Regions from separate parts of the Mus musculus genome. Here all the other regions are linked to region 1. A link is a contact called in public Hi-C and promoter capture Hi-C data. All regions are on one chromosome and are shown on one strand. The core of a region is the stretch at or near the end of the contact, and the rest is flanking DNA. Distances in the headings are between cores, read along the strand shown.

Region 1 (4,703 bases), core at 1,168-3,667:
TTCCCAATAAAAATACCACAGACGATATCAATTAAATTCCAAGGTTAAAGCACAGAAGCCAATAGCACAGAGGAGCCACAGCTCTTAACATGATTCACTAGGACTGGGAACAGCCACAGCTCTATAAATTACTGCTGAAATGACAGTAGGATTTGATGTTTTCTTTTTTCTTTTTTTTTTTCCTTTTTTTTTTTCTTTTTTTTTTTTTTCTTTTTTTTTTTTTTTTTGTTTGTTTTTCGAGACAGGGTTTCTCTGTGTAGCCCTGGCTGTCCTGGAACTCACTTTGTAGACCAGACTGGCGTTGAACTCAGAAATCCACCTGCCTCTGCCTCCCAAGTGCTGGGACTAAAGGTAACTGGAACAAACAGGTAAAAGCAAGGCACTCATGGAAAATTTCAAGATTCCTGACAAGTCTGCATTCTAAACTTTACTAGTCAAGTTCTAATTATAAAACTTCTTACAGTATTCATAAAGATAGTTGTAAGTAGAAAAATATGAACTCACTCTGTAACATTTAATAGCAAGTAGTATGATAAAATTTCAGGTATACTAAGTAAGCTATATTAACTAGGAAATAAAATTAACTATTTTTACATATCTTTGAACTACACTATTTTTAAAGTTTTTTTTTAGATGTATTCATTTTTGTTATATTTGTATGGGTGTTTTGCTTGTAGGTATGCCTGCACACCACATGTGTGCCTGGTGTCTTTGGAGACCAGAAGAAAGAGGTCAGATCCCTTGAAACTGGAATTACACAAGATTGTGAGCCACCATGTAGGTGCTGGGAATTGAACAAGGGACTTCTGGAAGAGCAGCAAGTGCTCTTAACTGCCGAGCCTGACCCCTGAACTACAATAGTTTAAAAATGTGAAAGGGCAGTTTTTAAAATATTTCAACAAAAATGGAATCTTAAAAGAAAAAAGTCAGGCATTAGTGACTAAACTCAATTTTTCAATTCAATATCTGGAAAATTTTATTAGCATACATTGAGCTCCCTGATACTCGTCCTGTGAGCCCCAGTCATCATCACCATCACCACCATCGGTTTTGGAAACAAGGTCTCTTTATGTACCCTGGTTGTCCTGGTGTCCACTCTCTAACTCACAGAGATCCACTCGCATCTGAGTATTGGAGCTAAAAGTTTGGCTACCACACCCGGTCTCCTATACTGGTACCACAATTTTCAGCTATTCTACAGCTGAAAAACAACAACAACAACAACAACAACAACAACAAATTATGCACCCAAGAGGCTATATATACTCAGATATATTTGTTTTGCAAAGCATCCTACTAGAATACTGCTTGTGCAGGGCTTAACATGGTTATCGTAGGCCTTGACCATTTGCTGTAATTTGGGGCTCTAGTTTATCACGACGATTAGATTTTTAGGTGGGCTGAATAACACAGACAAGAAGGAAATGTTCCCACACACTATGCCCACCTAAGTATGGAGAACGGATTCCGCTACAGCGGTGGATACTCATTCTTAGGAGCAATATACCTGACTCGAGTGTCACCAAACCGGCTCACTCATGGAACTTCGCTCCGAAATAAACATAACAAGAGAATGGAAGAAATCAAATCTCCTTGGAACTCTCAAAAGAATTCTACGAACAGCCTTTGCTGGGCAATCACCAAACTTAACTGGCGGAATGAAAATTAGTATAGGTGTTGGGGAATCGAGGAAAGCGGTCTACGAGGACCAGGGAGCGCTCGTGACGTTCCCCCCCCCCGCCCCTGACGTCGCCTGGGACCTACCTCCTTGACAGGTGGGAACTTCTTCTTGCATTCTAGTGACAAGGCCCGCAGGTCGCTCTGCATATTCTCCAGCAGCTTCTTCACAGCCTCGGGGCTGTTGGTGCAGGACATGGTCCCTCCAGGTCACCGCCGATCTGGGACCAGCACTACCAAGCAGGCACTGTCAGCAGCTTGCGCGGCCCGCAGCCAGCCGGCGGCTCCTCAGTCTTCCTTAGCCGGGGCCCAGGGCTCGGCGGGCGGGCGGGCGGGCGGGCGCACGGCCGGAGCCGGGCTGCGTCTCCCGAGGCGTGCCCGAGTTCCCCCCGGGCCGCCCCGCACCGCCGCCGGCCGCTCGCCGAAACCTGCCCGCAGCGGTGCAGCCCCACCAGGCTCCACCGGCGCCGGCTCAGGAGCCCACCAGACGGGCAGGTCCCTCCCGCTGCCGCGGGGCCTGGCCACGGCGGGCGTCACCGGCCGAGCTGGCCACAAGCTTCAGCGATGCCCGCCCCGGGTGCCCAGACCCGCCGACGCCATTAGCCCAGTCGCCCACAATTCCGAGCGCGGCCCGGACACGTCAGCCGCACTTCCGGACTCCGGGCCCCGCCCCCGCCCGGGCCAATCCGGAGGCGAGTCTCTGGAGGGGCGGGGCCGAGCGAGAAGCCCAGAACGAGCTCCAGCTGGGCAGTGCGGACCCCGCCCCCGCCGTCGACGCAGGTGGCCGGCACAGCTGCGCAGGCGCGTCCTGTTTTTTTTGGCTGGCTGGTAACCTGGGGATGATCGGAGGTGTCTCCCTACGTCTGTTTGTGATCCATTCTCTTCTGCTATAAATATTTGCTTTTTTTAAAAAATGAATTTGTCTTGTCCGTCACTTCTGCCTCCTTGATCCCCACCCCCCTGACTTAAAACACAAATCAGCGTCTTGCTCCTACCTCCCCGGCCTGGGGAACCTAAACGACAATCCTGCGGAGTTATCCAAATCGACTGACTTTGGTTTATTTAACTGCGGAGTCGTCCCTGATTTTCCTTATCTGTTAACAAGACTCCTCCTGCTCCCCGCCCCCTCCCCGCCTTCCACCGACAGATCCCTTTTATGTTTTTATTTTGCTTTGTTTTTGTTATCTCCCCGCCCCACCCACCCACCTCCCTGACTGTATACCTAGAACATACTAGGTAATTGACGCTCAAATAAGGAACCAATTCATTAGATCAGAAGTGCCAAATAAATGTAAGGCAAAAACTAACGTGAGCTTTTTCGATGTTCCAGGTGAGTCTATTTTTGCCCAAGACATTTCTCTGTTGTAATAAGCAGGAAGCAGAAATAATTTCAGCGTATTGTTCGGATGAGCAAAGCCAGCCTGTGTGGATTGAAGTTGGAAGAGGAGGAAGCTATGTCTGTGTTAAGCTATGTCTGTGAGACTGATTGGAACGTCTTGATTATGGGAAGATGGAATGTTGCAAGTCTAGAATCTAACTATCTTGGTTATCTTTTGCCCCCAGGTATCCACTTACTGTCATCTCTGTGTTTGACCTAACACCCTTGTCTTTTTTTTTTTTTTTTTTTTTTTTTTTTTTTTTTTTTGGAATGTGCCATCAGATTCCTAACTTCCAATGACTCAAAGGCGATCACTATCAGATAGTCCCTGAGGGGCGTGACAGAAAGTTTCCAGTTTTGCTGTAACTCACCTACCTGATGTTCTCAACCTCTGAGTGGAACTACCCTTTCACAGGGGTGGGTGGCCTAAGACCGTCAGATATTTATGCTATTGTTCATAACAGTAGCAAGATTACAGTTACGAAGTAGTATTGAAGATAATTTTCTGGTTGGGAGTCAGCACAACATGAGGAACTGTGTTAAATGGTGGCAGCGTTAGGAAGGCTGAGAACCCCTGCTCTAATGCATTTGTCAAATGCCTTAAGGGAGTCTTTGCTTTGTTATAAAAACTTTATGAAAATGCTACTGTGTTGGATGGTGGTGTTTGGGGGCAACCTGAATCTGTCTTCCTGAGCCTTGGTCCTTCATGTTGGGCTACAGAACAGATTAGGTCTTACTTTCTTTGAGTTGGGAGCTGTATTTTGAAGTTTTCTGAAATGATCTAATAACTGGGCTACTAACACAGATTCTAACACAATGTTTTGGGTTTATTATAGATAGCTTTGGCACAACTTACTGAAAATAATTTTCTTTCATCTTTGACACCTTTGTAGAGTTGAGGAATTCAAGTTGAAATTTTGTTTTGCTTTTGTTGTTGTTGTTGTTTTGTTTTGTTTTCTTTGAGACAGGGTCTCACTGTGTAGCTCTGGATGTCCTAAAACTCACTAGGTAGACCAGGCCAGCCTCAGACTCACAGAGCTCTGCCTGCCTCTGCCTCTGCCTCTCTGCCTCTGCCTTTGCCTCTGCCTCCTCTGCCTCTGCCTCTGCCTCTGCCTCTGCCTCTGCCTCTGCCTCTGCCTCTGCCTCTGCCTCTGCCTCTGCCTCTGCCTCTGCCTCTGCCTCTGCCTCTGCCTCTGCCTCTGCCTCTGCCTCTGCCTCTGCCTCTCCAGAGCTGAGAGGAAAGACGTGTGCTTCAAAGTGATGTTAGAAAATAAAGGCTCAAAAAAATAAAAAATAAAAAAAATAAGGGCTCATTACAGGTCATCACTCACACAGTTCTTCTGTGGTGTCCAAACATAATAATCAGTGAAATTCTTTTTTTCTTGATGTTCCCTCTTCACATTGAAAAATGGGAAGTCAGCCTGTTCTCCTGGTACCTTTTAAGAATATTTTGATTAGTTTACTTATTTTTGTCAGCTTCGTATGTGTGTATAGTAGGTTGTAATAACTCCCATCTTCATTACTATCTCATTCTCCCATTCCTCCTCCCTATGCTGAAACTCTCCTTCCTAAGAAGTTTCCTCTAATTTTCATATTGTGTATGTATGCACATGTGTGCTTGTTTGTGTGCATGTGCGCATATGTGTGC
Region 2 (4,703 bases), core at 728-3,227, 3.9 Mb after region 1:
TGCAACATGCATTTAACTCTGTTGTCTCGGGCACGAGCCACTGTACCCTGCACAGAGGACACCGAGACACGGAGTCACCATGTGCTGGACAAACAGACAAGGTCCTCTCATTCTGTCTAGTTATACACGAGACACGAGATCCAATAATGAACAGCACAATTCCTAGCCTCCAGGGGCCTTTTAAATCGTCAGAGAGTTCCTAGAGAAGGTGTGTAGAAGGACCCGAAATCATGACAGGCCTGCCTCAGTTTCCCCACTGCTGCTGCTGCTTCATCAGCTGGGACCTCAGATGAATCTCGATTAACCCTTTCCAGACCATGTTTCTTCCTCTCGAAGATGAGCATATCTATTCTGCTAACCATAACATGAAAAATTAAACAGGCCAGGTAATAATATATATGGAAGTACTTTATAAATATTACAGGGGAGAAACTATCTATGGAAGAGGAAATGAACAGGAGAGAAGTGTCATCCAACGGACAAGAGAGCAGGCCTTGGCAGGGAACCGCCTAGCTGGAGCACAGGGTCAAAGTCCAACAAGGTCCCTTAGCAACCGGCTGAGACAGTCCTTACAGATCCCATTGTTTTAAAGGTGGGAGGCAAATATGTCAGAACTCCCCCGGCTTCCTTTCCTTTAATGAATTAGAATCTACCCAGACTCAGGGTTTGAGGTTACATAAGCATCATTCAGATCCTCTCTAACAGTCACATTCATTTTAGAAAAACAGCATTTTCATTAAAATGGTGTTATGTAAAAAAAAAAAAAAAAAAAAAAAAGAAGAAAGAAAAGGGGGAAAAAAGGGGAAAAAAGAGCAGTGTGTGTGTGTGTAGAAACATTCGCACTTGTAAGGAACATAGGATATATACATATGATGATAGTGCCTTGTAGGTTATGACCTACTTGGACAAGATGAAGAGACACAAATGTCTAGCTATGAGGACTGCAGTAGGAAAGCCACCAGGTGCCCCCCACCCCCCATTCCCCAGGAACTATGGCCTTGAATCATAGTAACTCATCCATCACCAAAAAGCATTTGAAATGGGTCAATGGGATGGTTTAGCCAGTAAGAGCGCTTCCCAGGAAAGCCGAGTTTGATTCCCAGAGCCCACTGTGGAAGGATAGAAGAGACCTCCTTCAGGTGCAATGGGGTGCATATACAGCATACAATTTTTACAACAACCCGATACAGAGTTAAAACTGCTTCTTTGGAGCTGCTACTCCTAGCAGACAAGTGGAGAAACCCTTCCTGAGAAACCTTAAGTTTGGGAGTTCAAACCTGAGCCTGGGCCTAAAAAATGAGGGAGAGCTTTCTGGGTCCACTAAGCACCTCTATCCTCCTCAAACTGAGGATGGAACCATGAGATGGGAGTTGGGGGTGGGAGGGGGAGCTGGACTGGGAGGATAGGGTAGATGCCTGAGTGGGAGGGGCTGGCACCTAAGGTGGCCTTAATACATAAGGTGTCATTTCCAGAGGTCAGTTCCATTCCTCACACTCTGGAGTCTCGGTTCCGCCCCCTACACACTCCTTCCCAGGTACATATCAGCGGTATTCTTATATAAGGCACTGGGCTCTAAGCAGGAAATACCGTAACTGCCTCGAACCCAATCTGGCTTCTCCATTTTTCCCCAGGTTTCGTAGGGCGGAACCATTGAGCCTTCTTGGAGTAAAGCGTCGGAAACACAAACACCCCAGCACCGAGCACGGAAAGCGGAGCGTTGGAGTGGCCTTTTTAAGTAGTTGGGAAGGGGGTGTGGCCGAGAGGACCAGGAGGCCGCAGCCCAGCAAGCGGGGAGTGGCCCGGGGGCGTGGCCGTGGCGACTGGAATGTTGTTGGGTCCTTGCACCGCATAGTAAGGAGGGGCCACGCCCCCTTTCTGCGAGCGGGCCAATCGGAGTGCCGGAGCGGTTTCAAGTCTCCCCCGCCAGCCTGCCCGCCCGCCACCCCACCCCCCTCGGGGATTCGCTTTTTCCGTAAGAAAATAGCAAACCTCTGCAGGGTCCGCGGCCCCCGCTGCTCGCCGGAGGAGGGTCCCGGGGCCTAGGACGCTGGCCTGGAGCGGAACGCGCCGGCAGGCGGCGAAGAGGCCGGCCCAAGATCTGGGAGGAGCGCGGGGGTGGGCGCTGCAGCCGCGGGTTGTTTATCTGGAGTACGGAGGGGAGGGGGGAGCCTGGAAACCGCCCCGTGTCCCATTTCCTCCTCTTGTTTTCGCTCCGGATTCTCCATGTTGGACCCAAACTGAGGAGCCCGGAGCTGCCACCGGGGGATCGGGGCTGGGGGCACCGGGGAAGCCGCCGCCTGGCCCGCCCGCCCTCTGTGCAGGCCGCCTCCCTTCCCGGCCCGGGGAGGAAACGCGAGGGGGATGTGAACAGCTGCGGGAGTCGGAGTCTCGGGAGCCGGAGCCCGACGGGCCCCCGCCCAGGCCCCCCAGCCCAGCCCGCCTGCGCGCCCGCCCGCGCGTCCTCCCGCCCAGCCAGCCCGGGCCCGCGGGATTGTTAGATGGAACACGGCTCCATCATCACCCAGGCGCGGAGGGAAGACGCCCTGGTGCTCACCAAGCAAGGTAGGGGCGCAACTTCCCAAAACTTTGTGTCGCCCCCGAACGGGGAGGGGGCGGAGGATCCGGCTGGACCCGGGGTCCGTCGGTCCTCGCGCACCCGTCGGGCTCTCGGACCCCGGTGGGGGCTGAGCGAGGCCCCGGCTGCCAGCGCCGGGCGGGAGGGTGTCATCCGCGCAGCTGTCACCCGTCCGGCCACCCCTCCCCCCCCGGGGGCAGTCAGAGGCTCGGGAGGGCGCGCGTCGCGCCAGGCCACCCGCGCCGCCCCCACCCGAGCCGCGGAGATGGAGTGGTCACTCCTCCCCCACCCACCACCGCTGCGCGCCTGCCCCGGGGCTCTGGGGAGGGTACGAGGGGTCCCGAGCTGGAACGCCACCGGGACCGGAGTTTTCACGCAGGACCGGGATGCCCGGGAGCTCGGCGGTGGCGGCGCGGGGACTCGGGACGAAGTTCACCGGCCCGAGGCGGGGGCGGTGGTGGGGGAGGGGGGAGGGCCGCGGTCACTGCCGGGCGCGGGACTCTCTTCGCGGCTCGGCGGAGCAAACAAGCCGGACCCGAGGCCCGGCCGGAGCCCCTCCCTGCCCCGTGCGCTCCCCCGGGGCCGCCGCTGCACAGACACAGCCGCGTTTGTTTAGCCCGGGAGCGGTGTCCCTGGTTACATAATTCGCCGGATGGCATCAGACCCAGCGTGTTTCTGAATCGCGCAGCGAAAAAGTGCGAGTTTGTCTGTGGGCAGAGGCTCGCGACCCCCCACCCCGATTGCAGGGGGAGGTCGTCGGATTGAAGCAAACAGGGACGTCCGCAGGCAGGCCCTATCTGGGGTGTGCTTGGGGAGCGAAGCGGAGGCCTCAGCCTCCCGCGGGGGCGGGGAGGAGATTGGGGCTGGGAAAATGGGATTGCTCGGTTTGATCACAGTGGGGTCCCCTGAAACTCTCCTCTCCCCTATGTTCATCTGGCCTTGAGCATTGTGTTCAAGATAGCTGGTAGAAATTTCCGCCCAGAGTAAGGACTAGTGTTGCCCCCCTCCCTCCTTTTTCTTTTTCTAGAGAACTCCCAGGACTGTGGCCACTTGGCTCAGAGGCTGAGAGGCGAGCACGCTCTTGGAACCAGATCTCAGGCGCTGCAGCCCTTTCTTTCTATTCCGGAGGGGCATAAAAGGCCCGTGCCACAATTGAGTAGACTGAGACCTAGAGCCTGGAAGGAGGCCAGCTGTGGGGCCTGGGTGTAGTCATCCCCTACTAATACTAAGCAGCAGGTCACTTTTTCCTGGGGTTCACTTCCCAAGGAGTCTACCCAACTTGCCTTAGCCTAGGGGCAGAGCAGCTGGGCTGGTGTCCCAGGCTCTCTGGAATTCCTTGTTAGGTTGGGGGAAGGGGAGCGGTGCGTGTTTCTTGGCCTTCTGAAGCAGACTGCACTGAGGAGAGCCGAAGCCCTGCCTGCCCCTCCTCTTTGCCAGGGTCCCCTGTTCTAACTGCATCACTGACCCAGCTGTGAGATCGGCGGCGCAGCAAGTTCACCTCCTCTCCTGCTGGCCTCTCAGCAGTGCTGAGCGCCGCAAAGGGAGGCTGCCTGTGTTTATCAGTTACTGCCAGGGTTCAGTTCCCGTTGCAGCCTCATCCCAGGAATAGGACCCACGCTTCAGGATGGGAAAGGACATAAGAGGAGGGGGTAGTGACAAGAAGCCGGCATGGCGTGTGCCTCCTTCCCACCTGTGCGCCCTGCAGGGTCTCCTAGGTGTCTTGAGGGTGGCGGGCCACATCGGGATAAGAAGACTCGGGACTGTGCTGTAGCTGCACTGAGCAAATCAGAGCTGAAGTTTAATCCGGCAGGATGAGTGACAGGCAGCGGAGAGCAGAGCAGCTGGCTCCTGACCGTGTCAGGTTGCTGGTTGAGTTTTCTTGGAGTTACAGTTTTGTTTTCTTTTTTGTGTGTAGTTTGTCCTTCACATTTCTCCCTGGAGGAATCTGAATTCTCCAGCCAGCAGCCTCTTGGTGTCTCTCCCCCCTCCCCTTTTCTTCAATTGCATTCTCTGGGAAGGCGTGCTTGCTTCTGAGCAGCTTGGCACCCAGCAACCATGCCAACTAGCTGAGTTGGACATCATTTACAAACAGAACCTGCATCTTAACACTCGTTTAGGAATTCCCACC
Region 3 (4,703 bases), core at 1,399-3,898, 3.8 Mb after region 1:
GACGGCACACACGGTGGCATGGAAAGATTCACAACCATGAGCCAAGCAACTGACTTAAAAGTACTACACAAAGGCTGCCAGACAGGACTAGTGGCGTGTGAAAAGTGTCCGGCGTGTATCGGAAGGGAGAAAGGGGGAGAGAGCAACTCAGCAAAGAAACACACCTGAGACGTAGACGCATCAAAGCCTCCGCTGACGTTTCCATCGCAGACTTCGCAGGAAAAGTGTCTTCCCCTGTTCACAGCACTGGAAAGCACAGAGAGATGTGAGCAGCCCCCACCAGGACACCCAAGACCGCACGGCACAGCCCTCTCACCGACATTTAACACGGTCAAGGCTCAGCTGTCTCGTCTCCAGACTAAAGGGAGACTGTCTCTTCAGAGTCCATACCATCTCAGACTCCATCAGCATCCACTGGTCACCTGACTAGGACCACGCTGAAAATATGACAGAGTCCCACCCTTGGGCCAGAGTGGTAAGAAGTAGATATCAGGAGTTATTTCCTCTAATCGTCTCTGGGTTAACATCTGGAAGCCTCCTACTAATTAGTCCAAGCTATGGTTTCTTCACCACAATGCCCTAGGCTGGGGGGAACGGAGAGGCCAAATTTGGTAATTACTGACAAGATAGACTGTGAATATTGCCTTTACTCATATTCAAAATGAACAGCAGGGACAGAGACTGAGCTGGGACAGAAGAACAAGGCCAGCGGGAGAGCACATAGCCCGCCACTGTTGACAGAGAAATCTTGTGGTCCCAAGTGAGAAATCCCAAGTGTAACAGCTCTGCTATTAGTTGGGGGTTGAGGGGGGGGACTCCAGAATATACGGTGACTTTTTAAAAAAAAGATTTACTTACCAACCTGAGTGTTTCATAGCATCAAGTAGAAGTTTGACATATGGATCTACAAAGACATTAAGTATGCTCATTAGAAGATGTAGCAGCAATTAGTGCACCCAAGCAACAGGCACCACAAAACAACTCACAAACACTATCTTAAACCAGAGTCTAAAATGGGAATAAAACGTGTAAATTAGCGCCAATTAAATCAAGTCATGACGAAATAGAACATAAATACAAACACTAAAATGGCGCCCCCATGTATCTTTATACCGAAAGTTGGTTTTGCTAAAGTGACTAAACGCTTCGCATTAGGGCCCGTGTTAGGAGAACATGGGCATCCTGGGCCACGGTTAGAAAAACAAACCAGCATAGAACCTAGACTGGAGGAAGGCAGCGCCTACACTGCTCTCTGTGGTAGCACCATGCCTCGCTCTGAGTACCACAGCCCAATGGGACCTGCCCACCAAAGTTCTTCAATGAGGGTTAGCAAGCAGAAATGTGTGAGTCTATGGCCAGTAAGAGAGAAGAACGGTGGCTTAGGGATTGAGCCCAGTGGTAGGGCCTTGCCTGGTAAGCACAAGGTCTTAGGTTCAGTTCTCACCTCTGAGGAGGGAGAGGAAAGGAGGGAGGGAGGAAGGGAGCTAAAAAGATGGCTCAGTGGTTAGTAGCACTTGTTGCTCTCGCTGAGAACCCAGGGTGAGTTCCCCAGCACCTGCATAGTAGCTCACAGTCCTGGACACCAGGAATGCAGAGAGTGCGCAGACACACATGCAGGCGAGACAATCACACACAAAAATAAAGAAATCAAAAAAAAAAAAGCTTTAAAAAGAAGACAGTAAAATCTTTGATCAGTTGATGATTGAATTATGACCAATTCTGCTATAAAATAGTAACTATTTGGAGGGTCGAATACATTTAAATCTTACTTTCCTAAATAAATCTGAGGTAGACAGGCAATCTGCAGATGCAGAGGAGCAAGGCAGTGTCCCGGGACTGGAGATAAATTGCTCAGTGGGAGCCAGTGTGCCTGGGTGACCCGCGGCAATAATAAACCTCTTAGATGTCACAGGCTTCTTAGAGACTATGATGAAGCTAGGAACTCTCCCTAGAAAAATGCACTTAGGTGCATAAACACGAGGGTTTTCAAAAGTTCCTATTCTAGCATTCTCCACAGTTCCTACTGCAGTGACTGAAGGTTAAAGAATCGCCCACCCCACCCCCACCCCAGGGAAGGGGTGCATAGCCAGAAGTAGAGCTGCCTTATTAATGAATGGAGCTCTTTCCAGCTCTCACCTGCACCCTAGAGCCCGTGCCGCTGCAAAACTTACATAAGAAACTGGTGAGTGTGACCCAGGAGGGCAGACTCCCAGCCCAGGCCTTCAGAAGCGCGAGTGGGGCGGAGGCCCACGCCCCCTCCCGCCCACGCAGCCCTAGGGCTGCAGTGCAGTCCGGGATCAGTGGGGGCACGTCCGGGCCCTTCCTCACCCCCCGGGTCCTGTGCCACCCCGACCCCAGCCTCCAGGTCGCGGCTCTTACTGGTATCCAGCGTCTTCTGGAGCATGAGCGGACAACTCTGGTCCCGGGTGAAGAGGCTGGAGAGGAAGCCCTGCTGGGGCTTCCCGTGGGCCGGCGGCTCAGGCGAGCCCTGGCCAGAGTCGGGTCGCTGCAGCAGTGGCTCGCCAGCCGCAGGGCCGAGCTCGCCGCCGCCCGGAGCTCCTGCCATGAGGCCCGCAAGCCTCCTCCTGCCCGCTCGACCTAGGACAGCCGCTTCCGCCGCCGGCGCACGCTCCGCGGGCCAGCACGAAGGAGACGCGGCGTGCAGCTCGTGGGCGGGGCTTGGTAGGCGTGGTCGGTGGGCGGGGCTGATGGGCGGTGCCTCGCGACCGCCGATGCTGGCCACTATATTGCCTTCTGCACCTCAACCATCCTCCCACTCCCTCACCTGCTGTTTCTCTTATTCCCGCTACCCACTCACACCGAATTAAAGGCAGTGTTTTCAGAAACGCTTGGATATTTCAAAGACTGGTTGGTCTCATCAAAATGTGGCTCCTGGGGACCCATTCATCAACCCTCCTCTTGCTCAGAAATAAGATACACACATCTTGGGTCTGGAGAGATGGCTCAGTGGATAAGAGCACTGACTGCTCGTCCAAAGGTCATGAGTTCAATTCCCAGTAACCACATGGTGGCTCACAACCATCTGTAATGGGATCTGATGCCCTCTTGTGTGTCTGGAAACAGCTACAGTGTACTCATATAATAAAATAAATCTTTTAAAAAGAAGGGGGTGGTTGGAAAGATGGCTCAGCGGTTAAGAACACTGACTGCTCTTCCGAAGGTCCTGAGTTCAAATCCCAGCACCCACATCGTGACTCACAACCATCTGTAATTTGACACCCTCTTCTGGTGTTTATGAAGACAGCTACAATGTATTTATATATAAATCTTAAAAAAAAAAAAAAAAGGCTTTTTCCTCAGTTCCCATAATCAGAGTCCACCAGCACACTTACTCAAAATTAATGTTGCCAGATCTGCAGTTTAAGGCACTTTGTCCGTGTTAGTGCTCTCATGACAGACTTCCAGCTTTTACGTAGTGTGTGTGTGTGTGTGTGTGTGTTTCTTTCCTCACTAAATTATTCAGCTCAGCTCACACTGCTAAACACCTGCTCCCACGGGCCAGGCAGGATGGTAGAGTTGGAGAAAACGAGGACAAATGTCCAAGAAAAATAGGCATGCAATGCCTTGTGAACAGCACTTAGGGGTCACGGTGCTCCGTAAACAAGAGTTGAATGGGAAGCAGAAGGCATCACTCGCTTGGAATATTATACAAATATGAGCGCCTGCACTTACAGACTAATAAAGCCATAAGCCAAAGATTAGATTCTTTTTATCAAGGTCCACATATGTACATTATTACCAGTCCTCATGACAACCTTGCAAAATAGTATCAACCCTAATTTGCAGATAGAACTTGCCCAGCTACAGAAGAAGGCTGAAGGTGTTACTCAGTTGAGAGAGCGCTTGCCTGATTGATACACATGAAGTGCTGGGTTCTACGCCCAGCACCACACAAGCAGACAGTGGCAACATGTGCCTGTAACAACAGCCCTGGGGAGGTAAAGACAGGAGGATCAAAGATTCAGTGTGATCCTAAGCTACATAGCAAGGTCAAGGCCAGGCTGGGTGACACAAGACCACTTTCACATCAGACATGGAGATGCAGAGTTTAGAGTTTGCCCAGCTGATTTCCTGTCTTGGTTTGGGGATTACAGTTAAGTGATTAGATGGATCTCAGAAGAGACTTTGAACTTTGGACTTTTACATTGTTGAGACTGCTACAGACTCGGGGGGGGGGGGCTTTTGAAGTTGGACTAAATGTATTTTGCATTGTGCTTTGGCTATATATGGCCCCCATAGACTCGTGTGTTTGAATAGCCTGTGGGGGCCAGGGAGTGAAATGTGATGCTCTGTATGTGCTTGGCCCAGGGAGTGGCACTTTTAGAAGGTATGGCCCTGTTGGAGTGCGTGTGTCACTGTGGGTGTGGGCTTTAATACCCTAGTTCTAGCTGTCTGGAAGTCAGTCTTCCACTAGCAGCCTTCAGATGAAGATGTAGAACTCTCAGCTCCTCCTACACCATACCTGCCTGGATGCTGCCAAGTCCTGCCTTGATGATAATGGACTGAACCTCTGAATCTGTAAGCCAGCCCCAATTACATGTTGTCCTTATAAGACTTGTCTTGGTCATGGTGTTTGCTCACAGCAGTAAGACCTGAGACAACATCTAAAACAAATAAACAAAGGCACGTTAGAAGAAGGCTGAAGAGATGACTCACCAGGGGAAAGCAATTGCTCTTGCAGA

The links. Promoter capture Hi-C pulls out the DNA fragments that hold promoters and counts their contacts. Hi-C and Micro-C count contacts between places; a contact is called where the count stands out from the background.
Region 2: a contact with region 1 is called in a promoter capture Hi-C map of pre-B cells. The contact joins the promoter of Ctdsp2 here to the promoter of Mon2 in region 1. A contact is called at or near these places in 2 of 39 promoter capture datasets (cranial neural crest and pre-B cells).
Region 3: a Hi-C map of B cells shows a contact between it and region 1, with 6 read pairs. The contact joins the promoter of Atp23 here to the promoter of Mon2 in region 1. A contact is called at or near these places in 2 of 39 promoter capture datasets (pre-B cells and second pharyngeal arch cranial neural crest) and 2 of 484 Hi-C or Micro-C datasets (B cells and muscle stem cells).

What each region holds. Positions count from the first base shown.
Region 1 is chr10:123,074,088-123,078,790 of GRCm38.p6, forward strand. Mon2 (MON2 homolog, regulator of endosome to Golgi trafficking) reads right to left here and starts at 2,418. Exons shown (of 36, transcript NM_001163024.1): 1 at 1,765-2,418. The coding sequence starts at 1,875.
Region 2 is chr10:126,976,740-126,981,442 of GRCm38.p6, forward strand. Ctdsp2 (CTD (carboxy-terminal domain, RNA polymerase II, polypeptide A) small phosphatase 2) reads left to right here and starts at 1,978. Exons shown (of 8, transcript NM_001113470.1): 1 at 1,978-2,562. The coding sequence starts at 2,499. It overlaps Gm40798 (a long non-coding RNA gene), which reads right to left and starts at 781. Exons shown (of 2, transcript XR_872169.3): 1 at 1-781.
Region 3 is chr10:126,898,723-126,903,425 of GRCm38.p6, forward strand. It overlaps Atp23 (ATP23 metallopeptidase and ATP synthase assembly factor homolog), which reads right to left and starts at 2,649. Exons shown (of 6, transcript NM_001159559.1): 1 at 2,380-2,649; 2 at 859-904; 3 at 165-246. The coding sequence starts at 2,566.